Regions from separate parts of the Capra hircus genome. Here region 2 is linked to region 1. A link is a contact called in public Hi-C data. All regions are on one chromosome and are shown on one strand. The core of a region is the stretch at or near the end of the contact, and the rest is flanking DNA. Distances in the headings are between cores, read along the strand shown.

Region 1 (4,669 bases), core at 1,463-3,962:
GGTCCTCTACGAGGCAAGCAGACCCCTGAAAATGACAAGTGGGATTCAACTAAAGCGCAAGCAGATAGCCACGAGGCCATCACGAAAGACAAGCCCACCGCTGAAGAGATGCATGTGCGATTGCACTGAAGCTGAGCGTCTTCCAGCGAGAGGCCGGCCTTTTCTATAAGAGCGTGCTGCCACGCATGTGCATTGTATCTTTTGTTACTGTGTCTTTGGGACCAGTTCCTCCAAGGCCAAACAGTAAACCCACATACAAATCTGCTAGATATGGCCAAGTTCTCCTCTGTAGAGGTTCCAATATCTTGTATCCCCACCAACAAAGCGTGAGTTTGGCTGGTTCTCCCTAGCTTTCCCAGCGGAGCAGCGTTCACACTTTTTGACACCAACCCGGCAGATAGAAAACGACAGCCCCTTGCACTTCTGGCTTTGCTTCCGTTTCGACCGTTGTTTCAGTCAAAGTCCAATGAGGAAAAGAAAACTACACCAAATTTTAATACAGAAAACTAAATGCAGGTAAAATGTTAAACAAAAATTGGACTAAAACGCAAAAAGAAAGCACGAGGAAATGGAGCATGAATGTGAACTAAATCAGCTAGACTAAAACTCTCCATACTCGGAATAAATAGAGTGACTGTGGCCTTCAACTGACCTTGACTTCTCTCCATGACTGCTGCCCCCAAATCATCATATTGACCTCTCTCTGACTTACCTGGGCAAACTTTGACACTTAGCCTTTTAATCTCACTGAATTTAGAGGCGTTTCTTACGTGCCAGAAGACTGCCTTGAACATAAAGATATGACCGGGAGGGTTCTCTGAGATCTGAGAAAGATCCTCATCTCAGAAGCTATAAGTCAACACGCCATCCGCAACTTCTGAATTTTTAAGAATCTGTGCCTGAGAGGTCTCTTGAAAAACTGGGAGGCAGAATGGCACATGAACAAGCCACTACAATCTTGGCCCATTTTCTCGAAAACTATGATGTGGAGTCACAGCCAAGTATTTTACAACAAAGATAACACATAAGAAAAAACTTATAGCAGTTACTTCACGTATGCGGATGCATAAAACTCCGAATAAAACACTATCAGATGTTATAATGCTAATAATAAAACAGCACTAGCAACAAAATCCTATTACTTAGTAGGTATACTTTCTAGAACTTATTCAATACATTGCCAAGTAAATGGGTCAAAGGAGAAAGATATCAATCATCCCCTCCTAAAATAATCACAGAAGATTTCATCTTATTATACTTAAATTTAGACAACACTGCTACGTGTACCTGGTTTTTCCTCCAAGGAATGTGACCAAGAATTGTATCTCTAGTTCACATCTTTTCTCATCTTTCAGTAGCAAAATTTATGTTTCAAACTGGAGCGGATTAGTTTTCACTTATTATGAAAAATGAAGGAAAACTAATTATTTTACCAGATAAGCCCGTGCTGTATCTAAAACGGACAGAAAAGCATTTCTGGGTGATGAGTTTTATCGTAGAACTCTGAGTTTAAGAATCAGCTCAATACATTTTTACCTGAGGGAAAAAAACAAAGGGAAGGGAATGGATAGCCCCTTTCACCTCCAGGGTGGTGGAGAACGCAGGCTCAATCCTGGTTTTGTAGTCCCCTCAGTGCTCTTGCCTGGAAAATCCCATGGACGGAGGAGCCTGGTGCTGCAGGCCCTGGGGTCGCTGTGAGTTGAACACGACTGAGTGGCTTCACTTTCACTTTTCACTTTCATCATTGGAGAAGGAAATGGCAACCCACTCCAGTGTTCTTGCCCGGAGAATCCCAGGGACGGGGGAGCCTGGTCGGCTGCCGTCTGTGGGGTCACAGAGTCGGACACGACTGAAGTGACTTAGCACTAGCAGCGCCTCGAGTTGCACCACAACCTAGGGCCTCATGTGGCACCTGGTCTTCAGAGGAGCGTCCTCTAGTCTTCGCCATGGCGGTGGTCAGGGTGCTCACTGTCCAAGCTGACTCATCGCTTTGACGTCACGGTGGGGGAGCAGGCCCATCCCCTGTGCAATAAAGGGTCTCGCCCTTACAGGCGGGCCCCCGGGTGGCTGTGCACCGTGCTGTGCACCGGCCTTGACACACACACTCTGCGTGCAAGAGGGGCGCACAGCCCTTTCTCCCGTGTCTGAAGAGTGTGCAGGTCTCAGGACCCAGTTCCTAATTCCAGGGGTGGCGTCAGCAATCCTGGAGTTTCAGGTTGCCGTAGCGATGTATGGGGTTCAGGACCATCTTCCCTGGATGAGTGTATCGTCTGGAGGAGCCGGCTGAGGAAGGGATGCCTCTGGCCACTGCTGTATCAGGCCCGGCCTCTCTCGCTGGCCCGGAGCCGTGTGCATGCGCGCCCGGTCACGTCCCCCTTTTTGCGACCGCATGGACTGTAGCCCACCGGGCTGCTCTGTCCATGAGGCTTCCCAGGCCAGAATACTGGAGTGGGGTACCATTTCTTTCTCTGGGGGGATCTTCCTGACCCAGGGATCAAACCCGTGTCTCGTGCGTCTCCTGCCTTGGCAGGCAGATTCTTTACCACTGGCGAGGTCCAGAGCCCCACCAGCCAGAAAAGATCCACCACCTGCCCCCACCCCACCCTCTCCAAAACGCGGCTCAGGGGCCAAGCCCGGCATCACTGTCCTGACCCTCAGGGACACCACACGTCAACAGGGCAGCCACTTGCTGTTCTCCGGGCAGACCCTTCTGTGCTGCGCAGCGTCCACTCCGTCACGCACCCCTACCTCTCACCACGCCAGGCTCTCCACCTCCGCCACAGCCAGCCACACACAGGGCCTTGAAAAGAGAGTTCAGCTGTGGTAAATTCTCAGAAGTTCTGTGGGTTTTAAAATCTGGATTTCTGGTTTCTCTGGAAAGTGTCAAGATGTGGCCTATCTGGGCCTGATCCTCCGACGGCCACGACTGAAACCGAGTCAGGTGACCCTTTTAGACGGGCAAGTGCGCTTCAGGGTACAGCTCTTCCCACCTCGCTCATTCACACCAGCTGCCTGACCTCCACAGACTTCCAGGGTTTCGACTCCTTCAGTGTACATGCCATCTGCTCCAAGGGCCCTTCCCTCCTCCCTGCACCTGATGAAAATCCTCCCAATCTGAATGGCAATCAGACGGCATAGTCATTACCTGTTTTTTACTTTCACTTAAAATTTACCAGTTCCACCAGTCTTTGGTAGAAGCACACACGGCCAGTTCTCAATAAGTATTTTATCTTCTCAACAGAATGACAGCACTTTCCTTCCCTATCACGGGGCCTAAACAGCATTTGCAGCTGTGTATCTTTATTTTGAAGACATACTCCCACTGTCAGAAGTCCAAACAAATACTTCAATTTCCCTTAGGAACTTACTAAATGGTCCTTGTCCTTTATAGGTGTAACTTTCTTTCAAGAGTACTAACTCAGTCAAAATAAAATTGAACTCACCTTTAAATCTGAGTAATACTTTTGCTGCTGACAATTTTAAATTTAATTCAACAGCTTTTCTGCATCCAAAGACCTAGTAAGTCAATCAGTAAAATCTAAACAATGTTTTTTGTAAAAGATAACTGTGATCACTTTGTAAGGCATACCTTGTTTTATTGTTGTATTCCTTTAAAAAAAGAACTGAGGTTTGTGGCAGGTTTCTGGCAGCCCTGCACCGAGTGCCTGTCAGTGCGGCTTTCCCAGCAGAACGCAGTCACTGTGTTCCTGTGTCATAGTTTGGCAATCCTTGCAACAGTTCAAACTTTTTCATTATATTTGTTTTTTTCATTATATTTGTTACATGATAGGTGATGTTTCATGTTACTGCTATGATTCACCGAAAGCTCAGATGATGGTTAGCATTTTTAGCAATAAAGTATTTTTAATTACAGTATTACATTGTTTTTTGGACATAATGGTATTGCAGTTAATAGACTACAATATGGCGTAGACACAGCTTCACTACACACTGGGAAACCAAGAAAGTCCATGCAACGCACTTGACCGTGCTCTTCGCTTTACTGCGGCACTCGAAGGCATGCCTGCGCTCACACAGCACTGTGAATATCCTGTTGGATCAAACTGCTGTTGACAAAGCCATCTGCCATGACTTGGCGCTCAAATACAAGGCCATGAGGGAGGCAAAGTTCAAGTTTGAGGCAATCAAAGACAAGCAAAACAAGAGGTTCTTCCCAGGCTGTGATTTTAGATGCTGCCTACATCATCAAAGCAGCCTCCCAGGAGAAAAACAAACAGAAGGTAGCAATATGCAAAGTACTCTTAAAAAATTTTTATGGATAACTGTCATTGATACAGCAGAATCAGATATGATTATGAAAGATACAAAAAAAAATCAGAAGAATGTTAGCATTTAATAGAAATTAAAACCTGAGCTGAAGGCTGATCAAAATGTTTGATACTTGGCACTATTCTCATGAAAGATAAGAAACTTGTTTGGTCTTATAAATAAGACAGGTAACTCAGAAAAAGTTAAACTTAGATTTCAAAAAAGCTACAATGCAGTAACACTTGACTTTTTCAAAACTTCACTATATTACTTGACTTTTTCAGAACTTCACTATGTTACTGGCAAACATTTAAGATAACCAGGGTTATAAGAAGCTCTTGAAGGGGGAGGGCAGGGAGCATATAAATTGTAGATTTTTAATTTGCAAGTTGAGATTATT
Region 2 (4,669 bases), core at 850-3,349, 110 kb before region 1:
GGGGGCTACTCTTCAAATATATAAGGAATTCCTATGGCTCAATAACCCGATTAAAAAGGGGGCAAGGGATGTGAACAGACATTTCTCTGAAAAAGGCAGAGATAGCCAGCAGGCATATGACAAAATGCTCAACATCACTAATCATCAGCAAAATTCAAATCAAAACCGCCATGACATCACTAATCATCAGCAAAATTCAAATCAAAACCGCCACGAGACACCAGCTCACGCCTGCCAGGACACTATTATTATTTTTGTTTAAAGGCAAGTATTGGTGAGGCTGCGGAGAAGCTGGACCCGTTGTGCATAGTTGGCGGGAAGGCAGGATGCACAGCTTTCATGAAGAACAGAGTGGAGCTTCCTCAAAGAGTTCAAAATAGAACGACCACGTGATCCGGCAATCCCAGTTCTGGGTATTCATCCCAAAGAACTGAAATCAGGATCTTGAAGAGAGATCTGCATCCCCGTGTTCACTGCAGCACAATCCGTAACAGCCAATATGTGGAAACCATGTAAACGCTCCTCTACCGAGGGATGAAGAAAACGTGGTGTATGCATTGAACGGAATACCGTTCAGCCTTGAAAAAGAAGCATCCGTGCAGTGTGTCACAGCACAGATGAGCCTGGAGGACACTGCGCTCAGTGGGAAAAGCACCACCGAAGGACAGATACCACATGAGTCTACTTACAGGAAAAGTCGAAACTAGTCACACTCTTAGAATCAAAGAGCAGCATAGGGACTCCCCTGGCAGTCCAGTGGTTAAAACTTGGCCTTCCAGTGTGGGGGGTGAGTTCAACCCCTGGTTGGGGAGCTAAGATTCCCATATGCCTTATGGCCAAATGACCAAAACATAAAACAGAAACAATATTTCAAAATATTCAATAAAGACTTTTTAAATGGTCCACATCAAAAAAAAAAATCTTGAAAACGTCTATACAAAAAGCAACATAGCATGGTGGTGGTCAGGAGGGAGTGGGGGCGTTAGTAATCCACAAGCATGAAGTTTCAGTCAAGCAAGATGAATAGGTTCTAGAGGCCTGCTGTGCAACACTGTACCTACAGAAAGAAAAAGAACCCAGGTCCTGCGCCCAGGAAGGGGGGGGGCCCGGGACGCAGGGGAAGGAGGGGAGCAGGGGGACCGCCTGGGGAGGGGTCGGTGAGGGCAGCGGTTCCCTGTGCTTGCTTCCTTACTGTCTCCTAGCTTTTCCGTTGCTCCGTGGTCCAACCCATGCCATCCCCGGCAGGTATACGACGCTCCTGCCCTACCAAACACATCCTAGTCCAAAGGAGCCCATTGTTGCTTTCATGTAAATGCTTAAAAACCACTCTAACTCCTGCCTTTTTTTTTTTTTTGGTTAAGAAGCATACAAAATGATTGATTTATGTAAAGAAAAAATTCTGATATTTTCAACACTTTTGATGGTGGAATGAGGTTGAGGATGTTCAGCCTTGAACATCCAAGGAGTAGAAACCTCTGGCCAGGGCAGTGGTCCCCAGCAGAGGGCGCTGTGTGGGTGCAGGCGGTGCCAGCCTCGGGGACAGGGAAGGCCCGGACTGGAGCAGGGGGGTCAGCCCTTTCCCATGCCCAGGTTAGGCTCGCCCAGCACCACGAGAGTGCCCCAAAACACACTCACCGGAAATAGTGTTGCTGATCCTGACAAAGATTTTCTCAAAGTCGGCGAAGTCGTTCCAGGACGACTGGAACATGTGCATGAAGCGGTTGATGAACAGGTTCTCCATCCTGCAGAGCGAGACACGCGGCGGCTGCATACGGCCTGGCCCGCCTCCCCGCACACGTCCTCTCCCCTGCACACGCCCCGGCCCGCCTCCCTGCACACGCCCTGGCCCGCCTCCCCGCACACGGCCTGGCCCGCCTCCCTGCACACGCTCTCTCCCCTGCACACGGCCTGGCCCGCCTCCCCGCACACGTCCTCTCCCCTGCACACGCCCCGGCCCGCCTCCCTGCACACGCCCTGGCCCGCCTCCCCGCACACGGCCTGGCCCGCCTCCCTGCACACGCCCTGCCTCGCCTCCCTGCACACGCCCTGGCCCGCCTCCCTGCACACGGCCTGGCCCACCTCCCTGCACACGCTCTGCCTGGCCTCCCCTGCACACGCCCTCTCCCCTGCACACGCCCTCTCCCCTGCACACGGCCTGGCCCGCCTCCCTGCACACGCCCTGGCCCGCCTCCCTGCACACGCTCTCTCCCCTGTACACACCCTGGCCCACCTCCCTCACCCCGCCACCCGCACACGCCCTGGCCTCGCCTCCCCCTGCCAGTCCCTTTGCACCCGGGTCTCATGCGGCCTCTAGGGGCCTTGAACCTGGGGCAGCTCCGAGGGGGCAGCTCATTGGCCTTGTGGAGAGCGGGAGGAGAGTGGCACCCACGCCCACGGGCTTCCTCCGCACTCCCTTGAGAAAGAGCCCAGTGGCCTGCCCTCAACAACAGCCTACAGCGCTCATGCCGCATTCAGTCAGCAGACTCGCTGCTTCCCCCGGTTAAGGCAAGCTTGCAGGGACAGAGCACCGCTGTTCCCGCTGCAGCTGCTCTCCTGGGTCTCCTGGATTTGGGAGGATGAGCAGTTCAGTGGAGTTTAGCCATCCTTTACTGTCTGCCTAACTCTGGCTCTTTGCCTGGTGCTGAGGAGGACACAGCTTCCAAATATTCATTACACAGTAAAGCAAAGCAACCCAGGGTAGGAACTTACTAAATTCAAAAGGCAGGCTGCAGGCAACAAGGTGAGAGATCTGAGAGGCCTGAGCAACCCGGGGGGCTTCCTGGAGGAGGCAGGAGTGGGATGGGTCTGGGAAAGCTGGAGAAGGCAGGAAGGGGTATCCCAGGCTTTCCTACGTAACCTAGGCAAGGTGCAGGACGGAGCTGTGGGAACTCTGGCCAGCACTCATGGTGGCGGCCTCTGGCACTCACAGCTGAGAATGACGAGCCCCCCCCTGCTTCTTCCTGCCGCCCAGCCTTCCAGGGTCCAGGCCTCCCCACCGGCTCTGTCTCTTTTATCCTGACTTGGTGGTGTCGGCATGCATGGTCTCCCATTTGGGATGCCGTGTGCCCCTCTTTCTCCTCCTCCTGAGCATATGGGACGAATGTACCTGGAGGGCTTTGCCTAGCGAACCCCACTTCCCCTCTGATCTCGTGAAGCTTCCCTTTCCCCACAGGCCTGCGATGCTACTTCCACGCCGCTGATGGCAGCTTCAGTGCAAACACACTCGCATGAAAACCTGCCTGCTGCCCGTGCGCCAGGTGGGTCTGCACTGCTCCGCTGGGGCTGGGCTCTGGGCAACAGTGGGCTCAGGGTGCGGTCATGGCTCGGTCAGGCATAGTCAGGGCCTGGGGTGGGGGACCTTGGCGGTGCTCCCCCAGTGGGCTGCTTGTCCTGCCCACCCATCTTCCCCAAGGGCGCCTCCCCCAGAAAGCAGCCCTTACGGAGAGGCCCCAGCGCCCTCCTTGCATTTACTCCTGGGGCAGGGGGCTGGCGGGAACTGAGAATGTCCGCGAAGGTCTGGGAATCCTGGAGCCTCCTCGCGCCTTCAAAGGACTGAGGTTTGGGTGTTTTGTCCGGAGTGAACCTGGCTGACGGGCACAGAGGGCTCTGAACAGCATCGTGGTGGGGGGCGGGTGGGGGAGGGGACACCTGTGAGCATGCAGGAGGGCAGCAAGTCTCAGCGACCAAAGATGGGGACTCAGCAGACAATCAGCAGACCCTGGGGCCCCTCCCAGCTCTGCTGGTCCCAGGAAAGGCACTTGATGCAGAAAAGGACGCCCCTTCCTGAAGACTCCTGTCCAGGTCCTGCTGCGGTTTAGCAAATGCTGCTCTTGTTGGTCCTGGACACCTGGAGGCCTGGGAGCCCACTCTGGTTGAGGGCAGGTCCTGGGGCCACAGGGCCAATGACCTCAGCAAGTTAGAGGAATCAGCTGCCTACAGATGGCTGATACACTGTGAGGCCTGGAATGTGCTGGAGCACAGCCTGGGCTGTGGTGGCTGCACAGAGTAGGTGCTCAGCGCCTCAGAAGAACCCTGGTGTCATTCTGTCTATTATCACCAGCAATTTGATCCCAGCCCTTCATGGGGGAGGGGGAGCTTTTACTCACGTACTTGCTGTACTCACATGCTTGTTGCAGCCTCACCACCGCCAGGCAGGCCTCCAGGAATGCCCCCAGCTAAGCTTCTACCAGCCATGTCCCTCCTTCCTCACCCAGCCCCCAGCCCTCCTCCTCCAACCTCCTTTGTTAGCTGAGCTTCCTGGAACAGGAATCCTTGTCAAGGTGGAGGACCAAACCTCTAATGGTCTCTGGTGTCTGGGTGTGGAGAGGCCTTCCCAGGCCTGTACAATCCTCCCTGCCTGGAGGATGGCCCAGCACCACACATTGCCCTGGAAAGAGGTCTCGGACCCCAGGGCACCTTGTGGGGGATTGGGAGTGTGTCACAGCCCCACGTGGGTCCCGGGTCTCCCTAGCTGGTCTCTTTGACCTTAAAACAAAAGGCTGGCACCAAACACAGGGTGGGGTGTGGTAGGACTACCCCGAGGAAGCCAGAGACCCAGGAAGAAGAGGAGTTAGGAGGAAAATCATTTGCAAGTCATCTAGAGGCAAAATATTGCCATATACTCACAGACAACTGGATATTAGGGACTTTAAAGATGTGTTATACACAA

What was found. Hi-C and Micro-C count contacts between places; a contact is called where the count stands out from the background.
Region 2: a Hi-C map of blood shows a contact between it and region 1, with 2.7 times the contacts expected there. The contact joins two enhancer-like sites. A contact is called at or near these places in 2 of 5 Hi-C or Micro-C datasets (both in blood).

The regions. Positions count from the first base shown.
Region 1 is chr28:1,300,469-1,305,137 of ARS1.2, reverse strand. It overlaps ZNF22 (zinc finger protein 22), which reads right to left. Exons shown (of 2, transcript XM_018042266.1): 2 at 4,258-4,669. Among named protein-coding and RNA genes, the nearest start is that of ZNF22, 6.6 kb to the right of the region's middle. Within about 2 kb of position 2,712, at least 1 of the 5 cell types and tissues checked has an H3K27ac peak or open chromatin away from gene starts, as enhancers often do.
Region 2 is chr28:1,411,266-1,415,934 of ARS1.2, reverse strand. It overlaps ALOX5 (arachidonate 5-lipoxygenase), which reads right to left. Exons shown (of 14, transcript XM_018042356.1): 5 at 1,636-1,742. Among named protein-coding and RNA genes, the nearest start is that of ALOX5, 30 kb to the right of the region's middle. Within about 2 kb of position 2,099, at least 1 of the 5 cell types and tissues checked has an H3K27ac peak or open chromatin away from gene starts, as enhancers often do.